2 separate regions of the Gossypium hirsutum genome follow, and region 2 is linked to region 1. The links are chromatin contacts, called in public Hi-C maps. All regions are on one chromosome and are shown on one strand. The core of a region is the stretch at or near the end of the contact, and the rest is flanking DNA. Distances in the headings are between cores, read along the strand shown.

The links. Hi-C and Micro-C count contacts between places; a contact is called where the count stands out from the background.
Region 2: a Hi-C map of leaf shows a contact between it and region 1, with 1.7 times the contacts expected there. The contact joins the promoter of LOC107914197 here to the enhancer-like site in region 1. A contact is called at or near these places in 3 of 34 Hi-C or Micro-C datasets (fibers, hypocotyl and leaf).

What each region holds. Positions count from the first base shown.
Region 1 is chrD10:10,411,712-10,417,124 of Gossypium_hirsutum_v2.1, forward strand. LOC107914196 (squamous cell carcinoma antigen recognized by T-cells 3) reads left to right here. Exons shown (of 15, transcript XM_016843010.2): 14 at 403-669; 15 at 1,784-2,167. The coding sequence ends at 668. Among protein-coding and RNA genes, the nearest start is that of LOC107914196, 16 kb to the left of the region's middle. Within about 2 kb of position 3,315, at least 3 of the 9 cell types and tissues checked have an H3K27ac peak or open chromatin away from gene starts, as enhancers often do. A contact at or near this core is called in leaf, where this site is marked.
Region 2 is chrD10:10,444,087-10,449,555 of Gossypium_hirsutum_v2.1, forward strand. It overlaps LOC107914197 (zinc-finger homeodomain protein 4), which reads left to right and starts at 4,048. Exons shown (of 1, transcript XM_016843013.2): 1 at 4,048-5,469. The coding sequence starts at 5,209.

The DNA.
Region 1 (5,413 bases), core at 2,065-4,564:
ATCTTTATTTTGAGTTGAGCTTGCTTTAAAAGTGGAACTCAATCAAGCTTGAGTTGAGTAGTGCTCGAGCTTCTCACAGCTTGAGGTCGACTCAGCTTAATTACACTCCTACCCTGCACTTCCAATTATTCCGGTGTGGAAAAGGTATGTCTGAATATTTTGCATGTATTGGAGCTGTGTTATTAAGTCCCATTGCTTTGCAATGTGTAGATTATGCAGATAGTTTCTGCATTTTTATCAAGGTGATTTTCAGGTTTTGTTTATTACAGTTGCATTTAATTTCTCTCCCTTTGCTTTTATCATGACATATAATATGTGTATGCGTTTGTGCCATTTGCTTTATCCTTGTTACATCATAGCTTTGCTTGGTTAGTCTCTTATGTGTCTAAACTGAAATTGCAGAACATGATAGCAATCAGAGTGGAATTGAAGGGAGTTCTGCATCTAAAGAATCTGTTGAAATCTCAAAGGGTTCAAGCGTAGCTCCCCAGGTACCACATTCTCGTAAGCATTTTGAGAGCATTCAACTGAAGGGGAAAAATACGTTTGCGGTGCCTAGAAATGTTAAACCACTTGGGTGGACTACTAACAAGCCAGGAACCAAGAAAGAGGAAGATGAGAAGCCAAAATCGAATGATGAATTCAGAAAAATGTTTATGAAAAGCTGAGGTACGTTCTCAAAATATTATCCTTAGTAGCAAAATCCAATTTTGGTGATAAATTAGTTGTGGTTTTGGGTAATGCATTTAGGGTGAACTGCTAAGTGCTAACCATTGCTTTATCAATTTCCTTTTTTTCTTTTTCACACTAATAGGTTGGCAACAGTTTTACTTTTACCATTACCGTTAGGTTTAATGACCCATGTTTTGCGTGTAGGTAATGCTCCACTCTCTCTGTTTAATCTTTGGATTTAGAGATTTAATTTCCAAACCTTGTGGGATTACAGGTTTAGAAATGGTTATTTTCTATTTATTCTCTTTTAATTTACAACCATAAATGCTCCAAAGTGGTGGGAAAATGAGATTCAACTTGAAAAGCCGTTGGTTCTGATTTGAGACCCTTCAATTTGATCTGAACTTATTTAAAAAATTAAGATGCTGAAAGGATCTGAATTTGAAGTGATTTAAATCTGAAATAATTTGAGATTTGGGATTTGAGTTCAATTTGATAAAAACTAGGGTAAAATTAATATATATAAAACTTAAGGTCTTTTGAGTCTAGTTTGTAACGGCTTGTAACGTGAAAATACTATTGATGCAAACAAGCAATTTTATGATGGTACGTGCTTCATATTGTCATGTATAAGCAAGGGTAACCGATTAAGTTGAATTAAATCAAACTGATTTCATCAAATTGATTGGGATTAGTGAATTTAGTTTGATTATTCTTTTAAATAAGTTTAGTTGATTGATTGTAATGTATGATGGAACTATAGGCTTGGGAAACAAAGAAAAGATGCAAGATATTCAGCAACAAGAAGGAAAAGGATTGAATAGAGGAATTTTTGAACATTTGGTGATTGCAAGTCTCCGAGATAGCTTGGTTGATCTTTGGTTTATGTTTCAGTTTTCATTTCCCTTTCATTTGTTTCGAGAGATATATTGATCAATTTCATTTCTTTCTTTTTTCTATTGACTCTTTCAATTATGATGTAGGGATTCATGAATCTATGTGTCTATATGGATCTTGTTCATGAAAATGTGCAAAAGTTTTATTTGCCGGAGAAAATTGCAATCACCCAATCCTTCCTTCTCAAAAGAACATGAAATTCTTTTTCTTGCAGAGACTAGGAGATTGAATCTAGCCGTAAGAGGAATGCTTGGCTGATAAATAATTCACTTCTTGGTCTTGACTCCCTTAGTCACTACAAAAGCCTTGATGAGATGCATCTATTTATCCATCTTTTGATTTTGACTCAAAATGGGAGTAGGTTTGAAAAAGGATATTAGAGTGTTTAGGTTGACTCAAAATACTTGTCATGGTAAGGAAAAATGGGAGAATAAGCAAACTTTGAGAGCGCAGAATGAGTTGTATGAGTTGTATGCCGTGTTCGGGAAGGATGAATCGCTATCAATATAGATTAGTTTGGATCAATATGGAATTATTATACTATGCTCATTACATATTTTTTTCTTGGTTGATAATAGTGAGTACAATGCAAATAATTTATGCAGCTTTAATATCTTTTGGTCAACGGAATTTAAAAACGAAGAATTTATTCTCTTTTTTTTTTTCCAAAAAAATGCTTTTAAAAACTATGTAATACTTATTTTTGAACTCTTTGTTTACATCGTAGTAATATTTTTTTGTTTCTCCTTTCGTCTTTGGACTCCTATAGATTTTGTGAAGTGGAATATAAACTTATGGACCTTAATATTCATACTTAATCTCAACTCATTAGCACTTTTATGTGCCTAATCATAAACACCAAAATTCAACCCAAATCATTCCGTTTACAAATTACAAAATAAAATAAAATAAAAACCAACAAAATTATATTTTACAACCAATTTAAGTAAACAAAACAAAAAAAAAATTAAAAAGCAACTAAATGTAGTAGTAATAATAAAAGAAGTGTCCACAATAGAGTTCCAAAATAAGAATTGGAGTAAAGGTGTGGCTCAAATTTCCCAATTAATGGTAGCATAGGTTTAGGCTCCTTTATTGTTGATTATGTTCTCATTCAAATTCGGACCACTTAGTACAATACATTCTTTTAGGGTTTTAAAATATTCTACGATGTAAACAAATTGAAGTGGGAACCAAACTGACATATTCAGTAGAGCTTGAACCGAGTTGGACTGGGGCATATAATCAATTTTAACCTAGGCTAGGCTCCTTTATTCCTCATCTCCTTCTTGCCTCTTTTTAATTCCTATGGCCCCATTCAAAACAAACTCAGGGGAGAATCTTTTTTAAAGTAGTTAGCTTCACTTTAGTGTCATTGATAATAAGTCTTACTTTTAATTATTTAATATTGTTAACTAGTGAGTTCAATAAGGAGAGGAAGAGATGGATTGTATGATGGTTCACCTTTGTGGGGGTGGAAAGCCACTAGAAAGGGGGTCGATCTTTGGTGAGAAAGTTTGGAAAGAAGTATTTGATATGGAAAGGGGACTTGGCTTTCTTCAGTTTTTGTTGTGGGTTTTTATACTGCGAGATAAGGTTGCCTATCTGTTTAGATATTGTTGACAATGAGATCATATTTAATTCTCTTTCAGTGACGTCTTAGAATATAATGTCTGAGGGCAGTTGGGTAATTAATGACTTCGAATACCTACGCGTGTATCATGCATGCTTAGCAAAGATATGAAATGGCATGAGGATTTTTTGGGCTCATGTTTACTTGTGGTAAAAGGTGGAAGGTTTGTTGATTGCATAGTTTGTTGGCTTAGTTTGATTCACTGGACACGCATAGCATAGTTTAGGAATAGATGTAGGGGTACGTGATATAGGTATAACAAATATATGTTGGTATAAAAATTTATTTAATTAAATTTTATTTTAAAAAATAAAATATTTACAATGCTTTAAAATGAAATTATTATTTTAATATAGCAAAAAGGCATTATTATTGAATTCTAAATTAAGCATGATTTACTATTTAAAATATGTCCTAATATAAAAAAATGTTTTTTTAACATTTTATCATTTTAATTATAAAGTATTATTTAATAAAAATAAAAGAAATAGTTATGATTTTGAATTAGTTTAAAATAATTTAAAAGGAACTTAATTTAATATCAAAATAAATGAAAAGATTTAAAATTAAATTATGATTATGGTAATAAAAAAATTAAAATATTGAAATCAGGAAAACTATTAATTTGAAATGTGTTAAAAATGAAGAAGGTACCTTATGTAAAAATTAAGAACAAAACCACTTTCATTTCTATAAAATAAAACACTAATATCATATTTACACTTTTCTATCAATATATTTAAAATTTGGTTACCTACAAATAATAATCCCACATGTTGGGTAGGCCCCATGAAATATATAAATATTAATCTAATTTTTAAAATAATAAAATGGGAAGTTTAGAGTTGACCTAAACCCGACATGAATAAAAGATCTAGAAGCATCTTGAGTAGTAGTTCAAACACACATTGAAAGGTTATTGTCTATTATTCTGGAATAAAAACAACTTCACAATGCCTTGTATAAAAATAAAATAATAATAAAAGCGACACCTTCTGATGAACATTCTTTTTTATGTTATAAAGTTAATAGAATTTGTGGACCAATTCTAAATAATAATAAGACTCCAATGTAATGTCATGGTGACCTTAACAATTAAACCAAACTAACTCCATCATTAAAATTGGATATGAATCACTTCTTGCATTGCCTTGTCTTTAGGAAAAAAACCAAACTCTTGCCATATCTTTTAAATAGATACTATCATACCAAATTTAACATCATCAATTTCCTTCAAATCATTTAATCTTTTACCATATGCAATTACATTAAAATTAAATTAGATACAATAGATATGAAAAAAATGAGCCCTAGAACTCACCAAATTGTTTGACCCACAATTAAACGAATTGAATGACTTGGGTTCATGCGTCTTCTACTTTTACATATTAATGCTGCTTCATTTCTCTCTGCTCTTTAATCATCATTCATGCATTTCCATCCATATCACTTAAAACTTAATAAATATACATTTTTTTAATTTTCAAACAATGTCACATTTTTAAAAAGATGTAAATTTGGGTGTCAAAATAGAGTTAGTCAAAATTTAATTTTTTTTCATGTGACCCCATACCTCTCTTTCTATGTTTCCCTTTTTTTCCTTCTTCCTACATCATGCCGCGTCTTCAATACTGATTGCAAATTCCCCTTTTCCCCTTCCTAATCCTAATCATCCATCATTATCATCCTTGGCTCTCCAATCAAAAATATATTTGAAAAATCAAAATCCTACCCATTAAGATAATATTTTTATATTATATCAGAATCAATCATTTTGACCATTAAACTAAATAATTAACTCAACTCAAACTAATTTCTCTACACATAGTTTCCATAGGTGAGATCCAAACTTAAACACTTAAAAGATCCTAAAGTTTTAATCTTGATATAAATTATATTCGAGATAAAGAGATTTGATATTTAAAAAAAAAAAAAGAGAAACCAAGTACTAATAAAAAATATATTTGATAGTTTATGTGGAAATAAGAATATGAGCCATTTTTAGGATAAAAGAAAAAGGGTTGTGAAGTGAAGTTAATATAAACAAAAACTGGTTTAAAAGTAGATGAGAGTGGGGAGGTACGATGTCTGGTTTGGTGGTACATAATATAGTGGGCAGAGAAGAAAGAGATGGATAGTGTAAAAGGAAAGGTTAATAAACTTCATTGGCAGTGCAGCTTTGAATCTCATGCTAATGTGGCCTTTAAGTCT
Region 2 (5,469 bases), core at 2,798-5,297, 33 kb after region 1:
ATATTTGGATAAATTGGGATTTGAGTGGAAATGGCTAATTTACTTGTTTAGGGCTTAGGGACTAAATTGAATAAAAGTGAAAAGTTGAGGGAAATTTTGTAAAATGCCAAAAATGACTTAATGGCATAAAATTATTAAGTTTTACTGTGTATGTAGTTAATTGAATGAAATTATTACTTTAGATCAAGAACGTGTTGATAGACGCGAAAAGGAAAAGGTAACAAAGTAGTCCCTGTACTTCGATATTTCTGCAAATCAATCCTGTAAGTTCGTATGTGTATTTATAATTCTAATGATTATTATATTATATGATAAAATAATTTTATTAAAGGTCACACTAGTATGATCTTGAAAACGAGCAAATCCACTGATTATAATGAATGCTTGCTCAAACAAGCATTATCCACTGATTATACTAAATAAGATTTTTTGTACTAACAGTTGGACACAAACACTGAAAAAAAAATGCTCCGAGTATTATTCATTGATGGAAGTTGTGATCGGGAATTTCATTGCCTAGATGCTAACTTTGATTTATCATGTTTAAGTTGGAAAAAAATTATTGATTATTCAAACAAACTTACTAAGCTTTATGTAAGCTTACATGTATTTGATTCATTTTTGTAGATTACGTTTTTGTGGGCTTGAAAGATCGAATCAATACGAGAAATCACACTATTCGAGAATCCTTGGTAGACTTTGATTTTAATTTGGTATATATGGCATGTAATAGGACCCCTTTTGGATATGTTGTATTGGTACTTAGTTTTGTGCAAGTTTACATTTTAGCTTGTGTTGTTATGTTTGATTAACTCATAGGAAATATGCATGTTTTTCCTAAGTTGAGATTGTTGGTCAAGAATGAAATATATTGACATTATGTTGCATTATGGTATGAAATGAAATGGATGCTTTTGATGTATAAATTGTGTATTGTATATGCAACTTTGGAAGTGAAATATTATGAAATGTATTGTGGTGTCAATGATGGCACATTGGTTAGGCACTTAGGTTGATTTCTTGACATGTTTGAGTGTTATTAAAGATGGTTGTTGGCTTATAAAGTTGTGTAATTGAATGTGTTTAGGTACCTAAGCAAATGGGTGAAAAATGAGCATGATTTGGGTCAATTTTGGGCACACACGGTCTGTGACATGGGCTATCACATGGTCGTGTGTCACACACGGGCAACACATATGGGCGTGTGCCCTGAGCGTTTTTAGGTGCAGTTTTTACACGAGCTGACACACGGCCTACGGCACGGTTGTGTGACTCAACATCAAATGTTACACGGGCTAGCACACAGTCAGTGACACGGCTGTGTGACATTATTTCGAATGTTACACGAGCTCGCACATGGCCAGTGACACAACCGTGTGGCGACATTTCGAAAGGTACACGGTCTAGGACACGGTTGGCCACACAGCCATGTCTTTGCACCACATGATCCGGGTAGTGTCACACAACCAGGCCACACGACCGTGTGACCCCTGTTTTGAAAATTTTTAAATTTTCCCTGAATGTTCTGATTTGTTTCGATTTTATCCCTGAATGTTCATAATTTATTTTTAAAGCTACGAAGGCTGGAGTTAAGACCCGTACATATACGATTTATTTTATATTTACTCTTATATGAATTTATGAAATAATTTTTATGGTTGGTTGCTAATTGAAATAAAATGTTCCGACTTGTACGATAACACTCTGTAACCCTATTCTGATAATGGAACGGGATATGGGCATTACATAACAAGGGATTAAAGGTAGAATATGGTGTAGTAAAATAAATTGAAAGTCTTTTATCCAATGTGTTAATTTAGGATTAAGCATTCAAGGTTTGGAGTTTAAGGTTAGTCTTGAGGGATTGTCGTAAGGGAAATAAGTTAAGAGTTCTTAATGCTTCGAGAAGCAATAGAGCAAAAATAACTTGGATGAAAGACTCATTACTCAGCACATGTTCTGTTACTTGACGTCGTCTTCATGGATTTACGGTTTAGGGAAATAAGTTAAGGCTTTTCAATGATGGTGGAATTTTTGGTAGGTTTGTTCAAAAGCATAAGCACTTTTAAAAAGTTATTTGCTTTTAGAATAAATTAAATAAGGTGATTTAGGGTTTAGGTCACAATTTTTTAAGGGGTTTCTTCACCTTCTTGGATTATCTAAAGTTACCAAGTATTCAAAGGTTAGAGATCAAAGAAATGGGTTAATAAAGTTATGCTATCTGTGTTTTAGGGTTTATGCTACTGATGGTATGGATAAACCTCAATATCTATAAATGGTTCCTGGGTATACATTGATCTTTATGCTTATTTGTTCCTTAGACCAAGACATCCATAGAATAGGAAGAATAAACTAGGAAGTCAAAATTTAAGAATTAGGGAAATGGGTTAAGCTTGTGGTTGTATGGATTAAATTTTGGCATCAAGTATAGTAGTGACCTAGATCATCTAAGTGATTATATTTGCGGCCTGGACCAATCAGTGGCATGGATCATTTATGTGGAAGCCAACAGTTTAGCTCTAAGGAATTAGGGATATAAGTCATAATGTAGGGGGTTGAATCATCAGTAACTTTAGAAGGCAAAAATTGTAGATACAACATGGATTGCTCTAGGGATCAACTGGCTATGTTAACATTGCAGTGACCGGTGACGCCTATGAATTAAAATAAATTTGTCCAGGTACAATATTAATAAAAGAATGGAGTTTGGAAAATGAAGCAAGATTTTTTAGGGTAATTATGAGATATTGATCCAATTGGAAGATGAAACATCATCTTATCTCTTTTGTAAAAAAGAAATTGAAAGCAGTAAATGATTCACATAGAATTTGGGCTGGCAGTGATTGGGATTGATGGATGTATGTTTTCCACCCCTCCCTCAAAGAAAGAAAAATTTGGGTCTCAACTTCTTGAAAATTGTGATCAAGCCTCTGTCATCAACCAACATTTATTCTTGTGGACCCTTCCCAGCTAGTACCATTTAATATGTAAATATGAACTAAATGGTAATGGAGGCATGAAAAGAAGAAATAAAAAAAAAAAGAAGATAAAGTAGTAGAAGAAGAGACAAGAAGAGAAAGATAAAAAAACAAAAAACTAAAGAATTAGGATAAAGTGTGGTGGAGTGTGGAATAAAGGCATGGATAAATAAAGAATAAAGTGGTTTCAATAATAATTTAATAAAGGTCAGACTATGTTTCAATCTTTTCTCCAACTAATTTGTGAATCAAAAAAGAACAACCAACTTTGCATCTCTACCCACGGTTTCAAATAACCTATAATTAATTAACACATTTACTCTGGTCAATATACTTGAGATCTAAGTAGATTTGACGATCAATATTGGAGATTAAATAAGAAAGTTATTTAGATTTTGATTTGTATATTTGTGACATTTAAAATTGGTTAATTGAAAAAATTGAATTATAAAATAGAAAAAAAAAAGAGTTTTCGATTGATATAAGTACGTACAAAGAATACCATATAACAACAATTTTTATAGTCCATTGACTGAAATGAAAAGTTTCAAATAGTTTAAAAACTGTTTTATAATTTTTTGAAGTTGAGTAACCAAAATATAAATTTATTAATAATATTATATGTAATTTTGAAAAATTCAATTATACTCCTATTTAAATCTTGATATGATTTAAAAAGGAAACAGAAAAAAACAAAATGGGATCCTTCATAATAAATCATTCACATGATAAGTATGTCACCTCCCAATTAACTCCACATTTATTATAGATAAGATTCAGATATCACCCTTTAGTCCCTTCTTTTTAAATGTCTTCAACTAATTAACAGAAGTTAACTTAAACCCTAATTTTGCTATATATAATCAAACTGAAAGAGGAAAGAAAAAACTTCAATCAAAAGAGAGCCAAAGGCATGGGCAAAGTTGTGTGTTTATGCTTGTGCTTGAATGTCTATTTTCTGAAGCAAAGGGTTCGGCTAAATTTATTTAAAGAAACAAAAAGGAAAAAAGGTTTAAATTTTTGTAATTAAATGATTCATAATTTTTATACTATGAGAAGGGGGATGGGGATCTCTCTCTCTCTCTCTCATATTCATTCCATTGTGGTGTCTGCACACTCTGACACACTGCTCTCTAAATGGCGTAAACTTGATGGCTGATAGTGCAAGCAAAGCAAGCACCTTAATGCACTTTTTTTTTTTTGCTTTATTTTTATCTCTCAACTCACTTAAACAGACTATTCCTCTTGTCTTTCTCCCTGTCTTCTTCTTTTTAGCCTTCACTACTCGTATAACCCACCTGTTTATAGCGCCCTTCACTTCCAAATCCTTCCTCTCAATAACTCTCTTTTCTTCTCCTCTTCCTCCTTCACCACCCTTGTTTTACCCTTTTTCCTTTTTCTTTTTTTATTTCTTTAAGTTCAAACCCTCTATTCTCTTTGCTTTATTGATTGCCATTGTTCTCTCATCCCTGGGTCGTCTTCACTTTTATTAATTTCCATATCTAGAGTGAATAGAAAATAAAAGAGAAAAGACATTGTTGTCTCAATATTAGTTTAGTAAGTGAGTAAGAGAGTGATCTTCCTTTCTCTTCTTACAGCCATCATTTTCTTAATTTCCAAGGGAGACATTGAGTCAACACACTTTGCCTTGTTCCTCTCCTTTTCTTTTTGTTTTCTCTTCTTTCCCAGTTGACCCTAGACTTATGAGAACAATAGGATGGGAGATAATTCAAAGTCTAGGTGGTTCTATTGTTGACTCTTTTCCTTTTTTTCATTTGTCCTTCCCATCATCAATCCAAATCTGCCTTACTCTCTGATACATACACCATACCCTAACCCTCTCTCTAACCTGCTTCTCAAATAACCTGATATATAGCCAAAGCTTTTATTTATAACTGCATAGTGAGTCATCCTTCTCCCTTTGTCTCCTTTTTCTTTGTTTAAGTTAATATTATTGTGAAACAAGGTTTTCTCAGACTCAGTGCCAAGGATTGATAGGATAGAATATTGTTTTTCTATTATGGTGCTGTGCAAGAGTTGACAAGCTGTCCACAAAACTCCTAGGATTTAGGATTTAATAAACAAAGGAAGCAAGCATAGATCTTTTATTTTCTAATCATTTTTGGCCTCCTGCCCTAAACTACTCCAACCTTGTCAGTCTCCTTCTCTTTTGGTCTTCAAAGTCCCTACACAATAAGGAAAGCACAAATAAAATACATAATACCTAGAAATGGAACTTTCCAGTCAAGAAGGAGAGATCCCAATTCCTTTGAACAGTACATATGGTGGGGGACATGGGCACGGGCACGGGCACGGGCACGGGCACATGATCCATCATGAACCTGCTGCACCCCACAACCATATCATACCTTCTTCAGCACCCCCAATTCTTTCGAATGGCCCTTCCTCCTTGTCCACAAACCTAGACGATCATGTGCCCTACAAGAAAGCGGTGAGGTACAGAGAGTGCCTCAAGAACCATGCAGCAGCC